5 separate regions of the Mus musculus genome follow, and regions 1, 2, 3 and 5 are each linked to region 4. A link is a contact called in public Hi-C, HiChIP or PLAC-seq and promoter capture Hi-C data. All regions are on one chromosome and are shown on one strand. Each heading gives the region's core, a stretch centred on a gene start, on an enhancer-like site or on the middle of the called end of the contact. The rest is flanking DNA. Distances are from core to core; before and after follow the strand shown. Region 1 holds the start of Ankzf1 (ankyrin repeat and zinc finger domain containing 1). Region 2 holds the start of Asic4 (acid-sensing (proton-gated) ion channel family member 4). Region 3 holds the start of Stk16 (serine/threonine kinase 16). Region 4 holds the start of Ttll4 (tubulin tyrosine ligase-like family, member 4). Region 5 holds the start of Dnajb2 (DnaJ heat shock protein family (Hsp40) member B2).

What was found. Promoter capture Hi-C pulls out the DNA fragments that hold promoters and counts their contacts. A called contact is a pair of places that touch in the nucleus more often than the background predicts. HiChIP or PLAC-seq counts read pairs in DNA pulled down with a chosen protein or histone mark.
Region 1: an HNF4G HiChIP or PLAC-seq map of pancreatic cancer cells shows a contact between it and region 4. The contact joins the promoter of Ankzf1 here to the promoter of Ttll4 in region 4. A contact is called at or near these places in 8 of 39 promoter capture datasets (the 3T3-L1 cell line, hippocampal neurons, liver and 4 more), 1 of 115 datasets of contacts at active chromatin or transcription factors (pancreatic cancer cells) and 1 of 9 other capture datasets (adipose tissue).
Region 2: a contact with region 4 is called in a promoter capture Hi-C map of HPC-7-derived erythroid cells, with 2.8 times the contacts expected there. The contact joins the promoter of Asic4 here to the promoter of Ttll4 in region 4. A contact is called at or near these places in 6 of 39 promoter capture datasets (the 3T3-L1 cell line, the C10 cell line, HPC-7-derived erythroid cells and 2 more), 2 of 484 Hi-C or Micro-C datasets (CD4 T cells and regulatory T cells) and 1 of 9 other capture datasets (liver).
Region 3: a contact with region 4 is called in a promoter capture Hi-C map of liver, with 2.6 times the contacts expected there. The contact joins the promoter of Stk16 here to the promoter of Ttll4 in region 4. A contact is called at or near these places in 7 of 39 promoter capture datasets (the C10 cell line, hematopoietic stem and progenitor cells, liver and 3 more), 1 of 484 Hi-C or Micro-C datasets (CD8 T cells), 3 of 115 datasets of contacts at active chromatin or transcription factors (the 230-238 cell line, memory CD8 T cells and pancreatic cancer cells) and 2 of 9 other capture datasets (adipose tissue and liver).
Region 5: a contact with region 4 is called in a Hi-C map of liver, with 3 times the contacts expected there. The contact joins the promoter of Dnajb2 here to the promoter of Ttll4 in region 4. A contact is called at or near these places in 5 of 39 promoter capture datasets (the 3T3-L1 cell line, erythroid cells, liver and 1 more), 1 of 484 Hi-C or Micro-C datasets (liver), 1 of 115 datasets of contacts at active chromatin or transcription factors (bone marrow-derived macrophages) and 3 of 9 other capture datasets (adipose tissue, liver and macrophages).

What each region holds. Positions count from the first base shown.
Region 1 is chr1:75,190,593-75,193,440 of GRCm38.p6, forward strand. Ankzf1 (ankyrin repeat and zinc finger domain containing 1) reads left to right here and starts at 1,568. Exons shown (of 13, transcript NM_026187.5): 1 at 1,568-2,085. The coding sequence starts at 1,860. Atg9a (autophagy related 9A) reads right to left here and starts at 1,418. Exons shown (of 16, transcript NM_001288612.1): 1 at 1,232-1,418; 2 at 231-288.
Region 2 is chr1:75,449,119-75,451,904 of GRCm38.p6, forward strand. Asic4 (acid-sensing (proton-gated) ion channel family member 4) reads left to right here and starts at 1,392. Exons shown (of 10, transcript NM_183022.3): 1 at 1,392-2,295. The coding sequence starts at 1,714.
Region 3 is chr1:75,209,421-75,212,214 of GRCm38.p6, forward strand. Stk16 (serine/threonine kinase 16) reads left to right here and starts at 1,409. Exons shown (of 8, transcript NM_011494.5): 1 at 1,409-1,632; 2 at 1,820-1,994; 3 at 2,505-2,724. The coding sequence starts at 1,909. Glb1l (galactosidase, beta 1-like) reads right to left here and starts at 1,335. Exons shown (of 17, transcript NM_029010.2): 1 at 1,171-1,335; 2 at 1-83. The coding sequence starts at 20.
Region 4 is chr1:74,660,407-74,663,106 of GRCm38.p6, forward strand. It overlaps Ttll4 (tubulin tyrosine ligase-like family, member 4), which reads left to right and starts at 1,296. Exons shown (of 20, transcript NM_001014974.2): 1 at 1,296-1,483.
Region 5 is chr1:75,234,998-75,237,697 of GRCm38.p6, forward strand. Dnajb2 (DnaJ heat shock protein family (Hsp40) member B2) reads left to right here and starts at 1,426. Exons shown (of 9, transcript NM_001159883.1): 1 at 1,426-1,592; 2 at 1,855-1,951; 3 at 2,458-2,567. The coding sequence starts at 1,887.

The DNA.
Region 1 (2,848 bases), core at 318-2,817, 530 kb after region 4:
TTGGGACTTAAGGGGGCCTTCACCCTGGTCCTGAATCCCAGAACCTTTTGCTGGCTTAGCTACTATGCCAGAATCTGCCCCTCTGGTATGGGGTGAGTTGTTTCATTTTCTGTCCAATGAAGAGAAAGTTTCCTCCCCTGCCCCTCCTGGAAACCCTGGTCTCTCTAGAGACTAACAGTTTGAAAGCATGTTTTTGTAAACAAAGGTTTAAGATAAGCACATGGTCCTACCAGCTCCATGGACAGTTTCTGCTACACGTCAGTCCTGGGTGCCCTGGTTGGACAGCTGCTGGAGGAAAAGGTGTCAGGCTTCAAAGAATGGAGAGTTGGGACAGAAAAAAATCCAACCCTCCCACCGGTCCAAGCCCCCACTAAGGAGGGCAGAGAGATGGGGAAGAGACACTTTGCCAGTTGTGTCAGATGTCCCCTGTTGTTCTATGTAGAACCATTCATCTACTTTGAGGATACCAGGGAGTAACTAAACTCTCTGACCCAGTGCAGAGTGAGTCAGTACAGGTCCGAATCCAAACAGCCCTTTGGGACTGTTTTACCTCTGGTCTACCTCAACTTTAGAAATCAGACATGCTTTTCGGGGTCCAGAAAACCCCGAATGGGAGTCTTCTCAAGATTTTTCTGGACAATCCCTTCTGCTTCCCTAGCATCAGAGACGTAGGCAGGCATGGCTTTTGGATCAGAATTTTCCAGTCCATGTAGACTCCGGATCCCGCTTGAATAAGTGGGTTCCCTGGGTGCCTAGTGCCAGGTGGGGTCAAGGTGGTATGGTATACTCCCAATCAGTAAAGACTCTGGGGATGGTGGATCTTGGTCCGACCTGGTCCCAGAGGGAGTCCCTTGGTTAATAATAAGAGGTGTGTGCCTCTGGAAACACACTCACCTGGTCAGTGTAGACCCAGGGCCCATGGATCTCCCCAGGAAGGGCCTGTGCCCAGGGGTGTCTGTGGATGGTGGAGGGGTCGAGCCAGATCTACAGCTGAAATCCCTGGTGGGCTGGGATGCCTCCCCAATCCCAGCCACCTAGACCTGAGCACAGGGCGCCCCAGGGTCGCCCGGCCCCAGGCCGGGGGCTAGGCTCCCAACAGCGGACAACCCGGCGCGCGGCCCCGGCGCACGCGCGCTCCCCTGGCCGCGCGCGCCCTCTATCAAAACATTCTAGCTGCGCGCCCCCGGCCCGCCCGCCGCTCCCCTGCCCCCGTTACGCATTACAAGCTCACTTGGGGCTCAGTGGGCATCCCTGGCCAGCTTGGGCCTGGGTCTGGAGATTCCAGTTACCAGCCTCGCGTGTCACCGCAGGAACCGGGATCCAGGGGATTCCAGAAGCCGGGTCTGTTCTGCTGGGCTCTGCCAGACCCGGAGCTCTAGGCCCTCCGTCTGTCATTCACTGTCACCCGCAGCCAGTCTGGCCAATGAAAAAAGTGGGTGGAGACATGGTGGCCAATTCTTAGCCCAGGGGGCAGGACGGAAGGCTGAAGGCGGGTCTTGGAGAGCAGAAGACCAATAGTGTGCTCTACGTGATGAGGGGCTGGGCTACGGGCGCGGCAGTGTGTCCCCTTCGCCTCTCCGTAGCCGCCGAATTGTTGTGGTGTTGCAGAAATCCAGTTTTCGAACGTGGTCTTGCGTGTGGCTCGGCTCTCGGGACATTAGGGGAGGCTTCTGAGGGAGGGTCGAGTGACGAGGCTTGGTGTCGGTGCTAGTAGTTCCGTTGGGTAGACTCTGACTGGTAACTCCTGGACTCGAATTGGGTCTTGGTGCTCTCCATTTCACTCCTGAAGATCCTCACGTATTTACCGCAGAACTGATTTGTGGGAGCGGGTAAAGGCTGAAGGGCATTTCTGCGTGGGGATGGCCAAACCGGCTGGCGATGCGGCAGTAGGATCTCGTTCTGGAGAGTTGTTTCTGCCCTCCGTTTCTTCTTCAGCCACGTCGCCAGCTCCAAGTGCAGCCTCAGCCCCTGCCTCCGTTTCCCTGTTGTCCCTCAACGGGGAAGCTCCACTCATTCGGGGCCTGAGCCTGGTGAGCCAAGCTCCTGGGGAGGCTCTGGCCTGGGCGCCGCGTACTTCCTGTCCAGGTATCCGGGTTGCTTTGGGGTGGACCTATGAGGAACGTCACAGGGTTCCGTGAAGTCTATTAACACGGAAGACTTACATCGTGATTTCCCAATTTAGGAATCCACACTGACTTTATGTTGGTCGGCTTTTTCTTTCCTCAATATATTTCAGCCTTGGGTTGTTTATACAGGGCTGGCCCATAAATTGTCACCATAAAGGTTTCTAGCTATTGTTTATATCTCGTTACATTAATACCACTGCTTTTAAAACACCTTTCCTAGGTCTATTTCAAATCGAAGTAGACTCCAGTCAGATATATTCCCTTTTGCTAAATATAGAATAATTTACTGATTTTCTACACTAGTTTGTCTTCGGCTGTGTTTTCTTGCACTTTTTTAGGTTGTCCACTGCAACTGGGAGTTATAAGATGTGAACATCCATTTAGGAACTGGTTTTATATGGTTAAAAATAAATTTAATCTGGGAGTTGTTAATACCCACCTGTAACCCTAGCACTTAGGAATCTGAGGCAAGAAGGAGACGTGGGACTTTAAGAAAAACCTAGACTGTACAGTGTACAGGTCTGGATTCCATCCCCAGTGCGGCAGAAGTATTTTAGGGCTTACTAGGAAGGGGGCTAAAGGGACCTTTCAGACACTGTGATGTACACCTTTCCTAGGTTTTGGTTAGGTATCAAGATGTGATAAAGACCATTCCTGGACTTGTTTTCCTGGGTGTGTGCTTGCTTAAACTCAGAGAGACCGCTATGTACACCCACAAGTTC
Region 2 (2,786 bases), core at 142-2,641, 790 kb after region 4:
CTACGCTGATGACCCTCCCTCGGGGCCAGCCTGAGACTGCAGGGCCAGGCTGACGAAGGGGAGGGGTGGCCGTTGGACAGCGTGTGGACCTCGGGCTCTAATCCCCAGCAGCTGCCGTTTCCCTCAGATCGATTCCCTTCTCACTTTTTTTTTTCAGCTGCTGGTTCCGCGGCTTGGATCGATGGAGCCGCCTCCCCCTCCCCTCTGAGCTTCCTCTCCCTGCTGCTCATTAGCACCCCGATTAATCAGCCCCCCTCTCCTCCCAGGACAAGTGCTTCCTCTCCCCCATGAGGACTCACACTTTTACACACCCCCAGGGGCCACAAGTGGACCATTTTTGCTACCCCCAAGCGGGAGGTGCCAACGTACCCCCCTCCCGGTGAGCCAATAGGGGCTTCCACTTCCTCTCGTGATGGTAACCCATGTGTCTGATTTCCCTCCAAGATAGCAGCCTGCAAGGCAACCCTGTCTAGCTCTGCCAGAGGACAGGACATTCTGGGCACTGATTTCCTTAGCATAGTATTTCCATTGAAGCCCCCACTCACCTTCCCACCGGCTCTAATAGCTCTCCTGGGCGCTTCATTTCCTTCTACCCTGCCTCTGAGCTCTTAGCTCCCCGGCCTGGCTCATCCAGATTCCCCTCCTCTCCCCCAAGCCTTGTCATAGCAAGGGATTTGGAGACTAAAGGACTAGTAAAGTGGCTACAGACAAGTGAGCCAGGCAGGGTGGCCTCTGCTTCAGTCACAAGAATGACTGAACCTGGGATATGGGGCAAAGTCAGAAAAAGGGAACCAGGGTCCCTCCTGGAAGGGGTAGGGATGCGGTGGATGTTGAAATCAGCAGCAAGGCTCTAGGGGAGGGGAGTCTGAGTGAAGCCACAGTTGTCTCTTCATCTCTCTTGCCTGCCCTCCCCTTCCTTCCCTCCCTCATTCAAACAAGTGGCTCTCACAAGGAGTTGCTGGAAGCTGCTTTGAGTGGGGCAGTGAGATCCCTGGAAGGCTGGAGTCAGGAGTCAAGGAAGCTGGGAAGTGGGGTTGATTGACCCTTCGTGGGGTGTGGTCCAGAAGAAGTGGCAAGGAATGGGCTGAGAAGTCAGCATAGCACCATTCCCAGTTTGGCCCGAGACTAGGCTATCCGTGGCCCCCACGCTTGACTAAGGTACAGCGAGAGAGTTTCAGAAGCACCCCTGATCCTGGAATCTCCATCCTGGGCTGGGGTAGGGTGGGGCTTTTCCCTCCCTGGCCTGGCTCCTGCCTCCCGTGCCAGTGCCCGACGGTGAAACGCTGTTGACATGTCCTGAATTATTAAGCACGGGGTGGGCTCCAGAGCACATGCTGAGCGGAGCGGCTGGGGCTGCGCGGCGTGGCGGAGCAGCGCTTGCTCCCTCGCTCACTCGCTTGCTCGCAGGGACACACGCAGGGGCTGACAGCTGTGCGGGTGCTGATAAGGGAAGCCACAAGGAGACGATCGAGGAGAGAGACAAGCGGCAGCAGAGGCAGCAGCGGCAGAGGCAGCGCCGGGGCTGCGGAGCTGCTGGGAGTGGGAGTGACGCCCCCACCTCGGGCCCCCACCCTGTCCCCGTCCTCCTCCTGGTTGCCCTGAGTTTAGAAGAGCAGCCGCTGCCGCCACCACCACTCCGGAGGGCACCAGGGCTGCTGTCCAGGGAGGGACAGTAGCAGTGAGGCTCTGGCCAGTCCCAGCAGCCGGGGACAGATGCCGATCGAGATTGTGTGCAAAATCAAATTTGCTGAGGAGGATGCAAAACCCAAGGAGAAGGAGGCAGGGGATGAACAGAGCCTCCTGGGGGCTGCTCAGGGGCCAGCAGCCCCTCGGGACCTGGCCACCTTTGCCAGCACCAGCACTCTGCATGGGCTGGGCCGGGCCTGTGGCCCTGGCCCCCATGGACTGCGCAGAACCCTGTGGGCACTGGCCCTACTCACCTCACTGGCTGCCTTTCTGTACCAGGCAGCCAGCCTGGCCAGGGGCTACCTGACCCGGCCTCACCTGGTAGCCATGGACCCTGCTGCCCCAGCCCCAGTGGCGGGTTTTCCGGCTGTCACCCTCTGCAACATCAACCGCTTCCGGCACTCGGCACTCAGCGATGCTGATATCTTCCACCTGGCCAATCTGACAGGGCTGCCCCCCAAAGACCGGGACGGGCACCGTGCAGCTGGCCTTCGCTATCCAGAGCCTGACATGGTAGACATCCTCAACCGCACTGGCCACCAGCTTGCTGACATGCTCAAGAGCTGCAACTTCAGTGGGCACCACTGCTCCGCCAGCAACTTCTCTGTGGTGAGTTCTACCAGCTGGGCCACCTGAACCTGGGGTGGCCAGAAGCTAAGGTGGGGGGTGGAGGGTAGTACGTGAGGGTATCCTCAACAGGGCTTCCCTTCCTTCTGCCACCAGAGGCGGGCCTCGTGTCTCCCTCAGCTGGTGTTTCCCTCTGGCTCCTCAGTCCAGGAGCAGTGGATGCTCAGAAGGGCTTACCCCGTGGCACAGCTCCTTCTCCTCCTCTTCTGCTGCTGCTGCTGCTGCTGCTGCAGTGTTCAAGGTTCAGGGGCCAGGGCTATTCCTCGGGATGGACTCAGGGCCCTGAAGCTGGTCTTCATCCCAAGGCCAGACAGACTGAGCCCCACTTTGTTCTTGTTCTCCTTTTCTTCGGGGGCTACTGGATTCTTCTTCCCACCAAATCAAAGTGACAGGGAGAGGGTTGCTAGAGGGGAGAGGTGTCCCTGTCTAAGGAAGAACTGGAGGGGGGCGGGGGGAGAAGGGCTGCCTTCTGG
Region 3 (2,794 bases), core at 159-2,658, 550 kb after region 4:
GAAGGCAGGTCGGGTGGCATCTTCTGAGCTTACAAAGTTCTTCTATTCGGTGAGGGCTTTCCCACCCGTCACGTGTTGGATTCCTGGGAGGGAATCCGACATCAAGCAAAGGGGCGGAGACCACCTCAACTTTTCAGGCCGTTAACCCGGACTTTGCCTGTAGCCATCCACGGTCCACTAGTTTGTAAAATATTACTTCTCGAAGTGCTGAACCCGAATCAGTTCCATTAGCATCACCTGGGAGCTTGTTAGAAACGCAGAATCTCGGGTCCTACCCCAGACCTCTAGAATTAGAGTCTGTGCTTTAACAAACCTGCTCTTCTAAACTGAACTCTCGGAGGGCTGACAGGGTGTCTTAAATCTTCATGACTAGCAAAGGATCCGGCACATATCAGGTTAAATCTATATGCACGGGAGCAGTAAGGTTAAAACGGATTCAGAAACAGTGGAAAAACCTAGAAAATCTTCAGAGTGATCATGCTGTGGAAAGGGGTTACAAGAAGCCTGTCCTGGTCACTATCTTTTTTGGAGGTACACCCCTTTCCAATATATTCTGCCTGTCTAGGCAAGAGATGTGAAACAAACTGCATAGTTCATAGGCTTAGAAGTCTAATTTTCCACTTCTCCTGCCTTCACAGCCGTAGAAAATACTATTATTTCTGTTTATTGACACACATTGATATACGGCTGTTTCCAAAGTTGTACGAAAGACAACTCATTTAATTTTGAAACAACCCATGAAATAACTCTCATTCTCATCTTACACACGAGGAAAATGAAGGTTAGAAATAACAAGTAGCTGTCCAAAGTCACAACTAGCTCAGTAGAGCTGGGATTGGAACTAGTCAGTTTGGCCTCATAACTCACGACACTTAGCCGTAGGTACTGTCTTACAGCTGGGAAAAGTGAGGATCTGAAAGACTAAATAACTTGCAGGAGGCCACACAGCTAGGAGACTGTTAGGACCAGGTTTAGAAACGGGCACTCTAGTTTAAGGACACAGACACTAGCCAAGGCAGTGGAGTACAGGCTAGACCCCTGAGAGTGTTAAGGGGTCAGACCTCTTGGCATCTAAGGGTCAGCACCCGCCCTTCTCTGGTCCCTCCTCCAAGCTAGATTGTAGAAAGCCACTTTCTAACTCCAGCGCGCGGGAGCTATAAGACCTCCTACCTCTGACATTGGGAGACAGAGGTCCTAGGGGCCTCGGGCAGAGCCCTGCTTTGCTCCCCTTTGGTACTAGTCCCTGCGTCTTGACCCTTACTGAGGGCCAAGTGGGAACCCTCGGCGAGATAGAGAAACCAATACACCCCAGGTCTAGCCGGGCCCCAGCCTCTCACTTCCGGGTCCCCACATCCTCTTGCCGCCTCTTGTTGCTAGGATACAGCGGGCCGTTACTTCGACGCGGACTGATGATGTCATCCGGGCTTCCGGTCCCTGGCCCTTCGCACAGGCCGGAGACCGGTCGGTGTGGAGTTTGTAGTGGCAGACCCTGTGCTCGTTCCCGAGCGACGGAGGGTGGACTCGGCCAGAGGTGGGCTCGAGCCCCGCACCTCCTGCGCCGCCACCCCATGCCTGACGGGTGCGAGAGCTGGACCTGGCCGAAGGTGGGCCGGGGTTGAAAGAAGCGGCCTGGTAAGACGCAGCGTGGCCTGAGGCTTTGGGGTGCCAGAACTCAGCCTTCTTAGCGCTGGAGTCGCCAGGGCCAGTTTTCTTTAGACGTGAATATGGGTTCTTGGAGGTGAGCCTGAGCTCTCCTGGTTGGTACCTCCGTGGCTGTCTAGATTGTTCTTGAACCCGCGACTTGCTGTTTCCATTCCAGCATGACCCGCCGGGACCCCACCGCATCGCCTGGAAGAGCCCACTCTCCCTGGAAGGAAGACCATCCCTGAAGAGGATGACTGAGACGTTATGGGCCACGCACTGTGTGTCTGCTCCCGGGGAACTGTCATCATTGACAATAAGCGTTACCTCTTCGTCCAGAAATTGGGGGAAGGGTGAGTGTTTGGACGTCACTTAGCTAGACCCAGGTCGTTTAGAGACAGTGATAGAGTTGCAAGAGTGTTAGCCTTAGAGTCTACCCCACCTGACCGGTTAGCTGAACGGGTCAAGAAGTGGATTCTAGACTCTGGCCTCCTGGATCTACCTTGTGTGACCTTAAGTCAACTGTGGTTTCTTCTGCTTAAAAGGAGATGATTATAATGTCTCGCTGAGGGACTTGTGGAAACTCAGTGAGATAGTATATTCTTTAAAGCATGTCACCCAGTGCCTGACTCATGAGGACTTGAAATTAATTGAACACATTATGCTCAGACCAAAACCTCAGTGATTTCTGTGCCCCTGCTCTCGGGAAACGCAGATCCTAATGTCTTGAAACTATATGAGAGCTACATCTTGGGAGTGTTTCCACTCTGTGTAAGAGGCACTCCTCCCTAAGGGAATTCCTCTGGGTCCGAGCTATGTGAGAGATGACCATGGTCCTTCACTGTGACCCCTTTGGCCCACAGTGGATTCAGCTATGTGGACCTAGTGGAGGGCTTGCATGATGGACACTTCTACGCCCTGAAGCGGATCCTGTGCCATGAGCAGCAAGACCAGGAAGAAGCCCAACGAGAGGCAGAGATGCATCGCCTCTTCCAGCATCCCAACATCCTTCGCCTCATGGCTTACTCTCTGAAAGAACGAGGTGCTAAGCATGAAGCCTGGCTGCTGCTGCCCTTCTTCAAGGTCAGAGAAGCCTGTACTTACAGAGGGGATTGTAACATTGTGCAACCCCACCAGAGGCTCTGGGCAGGCA
Region 4 (2,700 bases), core at 46-2,545:
AGAATTCTCCTTCGCCTAGGACGTGTCACTCCCTGATTGGCTGCAGCCCATCGGCCGAGTTGACGTCACGGGGAAGGCAGAGCACAAGTAGTCATAAGATACCCTTGGCACATGCGCAGATTATTTGTTTACCACTTAGAACACAGCTGTCAGCGCCATCTTGTAACGGCGAATGTGGGCGCGGCTCCCAACATTTTTCTTCAGCTCCAGCACTCCCATTTTGTCTAAGAAAGTTCATTTATACTGTATATTGGTTAAAATTCTGAATTTATCTGATTCTATAGCATTACTCAATTGTTTTCCTCTATATCCTGTATACTGAAGTTAGAGTCAATGCTTGATTAGATTCAGCTTTTAAATTGTTAAAATTTAACATTTTGTAAAATAAGCCATACTTTATAAATATTGCTGTGTAATCCAAATCTCATCAGGAGACAAACTAGATAATTGCCCTAGATTTCCTGATCTAAAATTGATAAGTAACCCTTTCATAGTTCAACATCTGTCAATGACTGTTGCTTAAGTATTTTGCTACTAAGTTCAAATTGTTTTCACCAGGCTAGTTTTTCTCTGCATAGCCCTAGCTGATCTGAACTCACTCTGCAGACCAGGCTGTCCTCATACTCAGAGATCCACCTGCCTCAGCCTACCGAATGGTGGGGTTAAAGAAGTGCACAACCGGTGCCCAGGCCTCATCAGGTTAGTTATATCGTTAATTATCATAGCCTGTTTGAGAAAGCTCCTTTTGCCATCCAGCTGACTTTATAGTTCTCTAAATTTAATAGATCCAGCGACATCTGAAACAGGGGGATCTATTCTGCGTGGAGAGATTATGAAAGGACTCACACTTAGGTAAAGTTCTCACTCGAAGCCCATAAAACTGGTAGTTGTAGTTATGTCTTGCTTTGTCTCGTCCCGCTCCGTGTTTGGATTTAGGGAAAGGTGAGTGGGAGAGAGTTAAAGTGCCTTGAGCCACTTCCTCTTACTTGCCTCAAACTCATGGAATTTTGGTAGGAATTCTTTAATAGAGTCTTGGCGCTGTATGGTCAGAGTCCATAGTGGTTAGGTAGAATGAATCGTGGATTCCCAGAACGGAGCCTTTACTTGCAGGACTACAGTTCCCAGAATTCCGCTCGCAAGAGTTCCACCGTGTCGACAAGTTTGCGCGTGCGCAAATTCCTTGCACTTTCTCTCTCCCTCCCCCCAAGTCCCTCCTTCTCCCCCCCCCCCCCCCCCCATTCTCTAGGCTGCACAAGGGCTGGGATTCGGCGCGCTTGCCTCGGGCCCTCCCCCTCCCATTCCTTTCTGGCCTTAGATCTGTCCGCTGGGGGCGCGCTCTGTGTGGGACAGAAAGCGGCAGAGCGTGGGTCGCGTGGCGGAGCTTGGTTGCTAGGGACACCTGAGGTCGCCCGCTCGCCCAGCAGGCGCAGCGAAGAAGCGGCGCGGAGCCGGCGTCCAGTCGCGGCGAAGTAGGGTACCGTAGGTGAGTGTGGTCGCAGAGCTGGTGTCCGACCCCGGCCGGCCGTTCCCGCGTGCCTCGGCCCCAGCCCTTGGCACCGGCCCCCAACCCCGCTTCCGGTTCGCCACCTCGCCTTTCTCTGGTGAGTCGGAGACCGGGGCCTCCTCCCGGGCCCTCTCTCGAGTCCTCCTCGGCAGCCTCCACGCGGGGAGAACTTCGTTGGCTTCTCCTCGGGCGGCCCGAGCCCCACACCCTTCTCGGTCCTGGTTTCAGCGTGTCCTCTTTCCCGCCGCGCTGCGGTTTAAATTCTGGCTTGGGTTGAAATCCCGGCTCTTTTCAGGGCCTGCTTTTTCCTGACCCCACTCTGAGTTATCCATACACACTTTCCTACATTCCAGAAGCTGAGATCCTAATTTAACTCATTTATCCAGCCATTTTTTTTCATTTAATAATTTACAGCTTTTATAAACATCGACAAGTAGGTAACGAGTGAAGCCACTATGTAAGGTTCCTAGGGAGGGTACATTGGTGAGCAAGACAAACGTGTTTTCGAGAGTTTATAGAACAAGAGATTTTTAATCAAGAAAGCATTTGCCATACTGATGTATGTGCTGTGGTAGAAGTGAAGCGCTTAACCGCGATTTGTTTGGAAAAATACGTCACCCCACCTTCAGTCTTTACATTCCGGTTCTGAATCTTGGAAATGTTTTAATCAGCATTTGAAACCCTTCCTTTATGGAGTCATTTTGAATATTCCGAATCTCAATTTCAGCGCCTGTTGATTTGGCCAATCAGCAGTAATCTGGAGGAGCCTTTAAGAGCAGGTACCGTTGGATCCTATGCCTTCAATTGTTGCAATACTGAGATTATTTGCATAAAAACTATTCCCTTTATTGTCTGGAAAGTTACTAGCGATTTACTGATTAGACTCTAAGCCTGGCCCTGAAAGTTATCAAATGTTCTCAGGGAGTGAAGAAGTGGGAAGATATTCAAGTTACAAAGTAGCTTTAGAAAGATACAGCATGGCCTGAACAGAGGTCCGAGCTCAGTTGTGTTTGTTGGGAGCCATTCTGTGAGCTGGGCTTATTAGGGCCCAAGACTTAACTTAAAATGAATCTATTTCCTGACTTGTAGTTTCCAAGTGACTTTAGTTTTTTTGTTTGTTTGTTTTTGTTTTTGAGACAGGGTTTCTCTGTGCAGCCCTGGCTGTCTGGAACTCACTCGATAGATCTTGAACTCAG
Region 5 (2,700 bases), core at 176-2,675, 570 kb after region 4:
GCAAGAGCCTCAAAGTTCTGTGGTAGATACTTCATCTCTTATTAAGGCTGAAACAACCAAAATTCCCCAAGTGTAGGTAGGAAGTCTCTAGATGTAGGCAGGAGTTCAGAAGGTGGGGAGACAGGAAAAGGGGACAAAATGACGGCAGCCTTCCCTTGGTTGGTGCTCAAGCTGTTGCTTTGATGAGATGTCCCCAGGTCACCTGTCCTGAAACACTGACTGGACTCATACAACCATTCCTGCTTGGGTCATGTGTGACACCAGAAAGCATTATGCTAATAACAGCTTCCATAAACCATGCTTCATTTGACTTCTAACAACTCTAGGTGTTACCTATACTTAAGGGGGAAAACAGGCCTTGGATGTTCCCAAGTCACACAGCAGCATCCGGTTGCAAGGCCAGGTCTCCCTGCTCTCAGAGTTCTGAGTTTCCCAGTGGGTTCTGCTGATAGGCTGTGTGTGTGTGTGTGTGTGTGTGTGTGTGTGTGTGTGTGTGACATCCCATGCCATTTTTTATCCCTCCCCCAGTGCTGGGAATTGAGGCTAAGTAAGGTCTGGCGGCTGCTGGGCAAGCACTCTACCCCTAAGCTATCCCCATAGCTTTACATTCTTAGTACCTTCTGGCAGCATCTACTAAGAAAACAGTACACTAATGTCTAGGAATTGGCCAGATGGAATAAAACAAGACCCACTTCTGGAAGGTTCCCTTTTCCTGAGATCTGAATCCAGAAATCATTCTGAGGCTAAATAGATCTACTTACGATCAGCTGTGGAAGAGAAACGTTGAGTCTACTAATTTCCTCATACTAGGCTCTTCTACCTCACCCTTTCTAGGTCAAAAATGTTAAAAGTCTTCCAAGTGTTATTCGGCTGTCCAACTGATACGTTTCAATTCTGACTAAAGACTAAGGGGATGACGAACGAAGGAGGACACAATTCTTACCTTGTATAATTTACATTCTACTGGGGGAGATAGATGATCATCAAATAAATGTTAATTTGTGGCTCTGACAGTGTGGAGAAGAAAATGCCACGAGACTCTATAAAAAGCAGGTCTGACCTACTCAGGGGAGCCAGGGCAGCCTCTTTTGAAGACTTAGCACTGGAGCTAAGCTATGAAGAAGGGTTAGGCCCAGAGGAGACTCGGTGAGTCTTGGAGGTGATGGCCTGGGGGAAGTACTCAGGGATCGTGAAGCACTTTTAGAGGCCAGCGACAGGACAGGGGACCCGCACCTAGCTTGCGGACCGCCCCTCTGCCTGTGTTTGAGAGACTGCGTCATAGCTGGAAAGATATAGCCGACTTCAGCCTCCTAAGTCCCACCTGGGAATGACGTCGCCTGGGTGAAAAACTAAAATAAACGGCTCCGCCCTCATCTCCCAGCAGCCCCTGCAGCGCCCCCGCCCCCCCCGCCCCCGCCCCCTCGTGTGACCGGCCGAGCCGGCCCTCTGAGTCTCTAGTAGTTTCCAGGGCGCTGACGCATGCTTGCGCACACAACCCAGCCTGGCGTGTCGTACGCAGTGGCCGCGAGCCGGGCAGCGGGTGCTAGGCGGTTCCCCTGCGGGGGGCAGGGGCGGGACTCCCGGCAGAGGAGGTGCGGTCCCAGCTGGGTCAGGTTGGGGGTTCAGATCGGGTTACTAGACTTAGGGGGTTCGGGTAGGGCTCCCCACTCCTGCCGTGAGATAGCCCTGGGCACCGGCCTGCGGGACCAGATAAAGGCTGCGAAGGAGCCTAGTCACTGGCCGCAGGCGTGGCTCCCCGGCCCGATTCCACCTCGAAGTGTCGCCTGCCTGCCCGGGGTTGCGGCCGCACGGAGCTGCGGTGCCTCTGTCGGCCTGACCCCTTCTCTCCCGCAGCCTGGAGGAGGGACGTCTGACGCTGAGTTGCCATGGCATCCTACTACGAGATTCTAGACGTACCGCGGAGTGCGTCCCCTGATGACATCAAGAAGGCGTAAGTGCCTCGGCTGTGTTACAGAAAGGCTCTGACCCTTGTTCCCCGCCCCCCTGAGTGCCAGGGGCCCTTTAGAGGTCTGGCTGAAGGGAGGAAGGAGACCCTTGGGAAAGTACGAAGACCAAGTCCAGCCAGGGAAGAAGAGCTGACCTTCTTTAGCGTCCTCTATACACCCAGCTCCCCTCTCCTCCAGCTCCTACATGTGGGCTTGCCCAGGTTGCAGTGCTAAAATGCCCAGGCTATGAGACAGGACAGTGTCTCCACTCTCCCTGTGGCTATAGATAGCTCTATCAAAAGAACCCCAAGAAAGGGCTTATGGCAGGGACTTTCCTTTTTACTCATATCCCTGGCACACCACAGGGAGAGAAACCCCTGAATACAGGCTGCAGTCGTGAGGTATTCTGGGATCGGGGCAGTGAAAGGGTGTTGGACTAAGCAAAAAGGGTAGTCGGTGGGCAAAGCCTACATCAGTCTCCTGACCCTCCCTCTGCACTCACTTCCTGCAGGTACCGAAAGAAGGCTCTGCAGTGGCACCCAGACAAGAACCCGGATAATAAAGAATTTGCTGAAAAAAAATTTAAGGAGGTGGCAGAGGCCTATGAAGTACTATCTGACAGTAAGGCTTGGGGTCCTGCAGGGACCGGCATGTCCCCCTGCTTCCATTCATTCTTGGTACTCCTTCCTAAAGCCACGCCTCCATCCCGTCTCCTCCATGATTTTATTTTAGATAGTGTTTAATCGCCTCCATG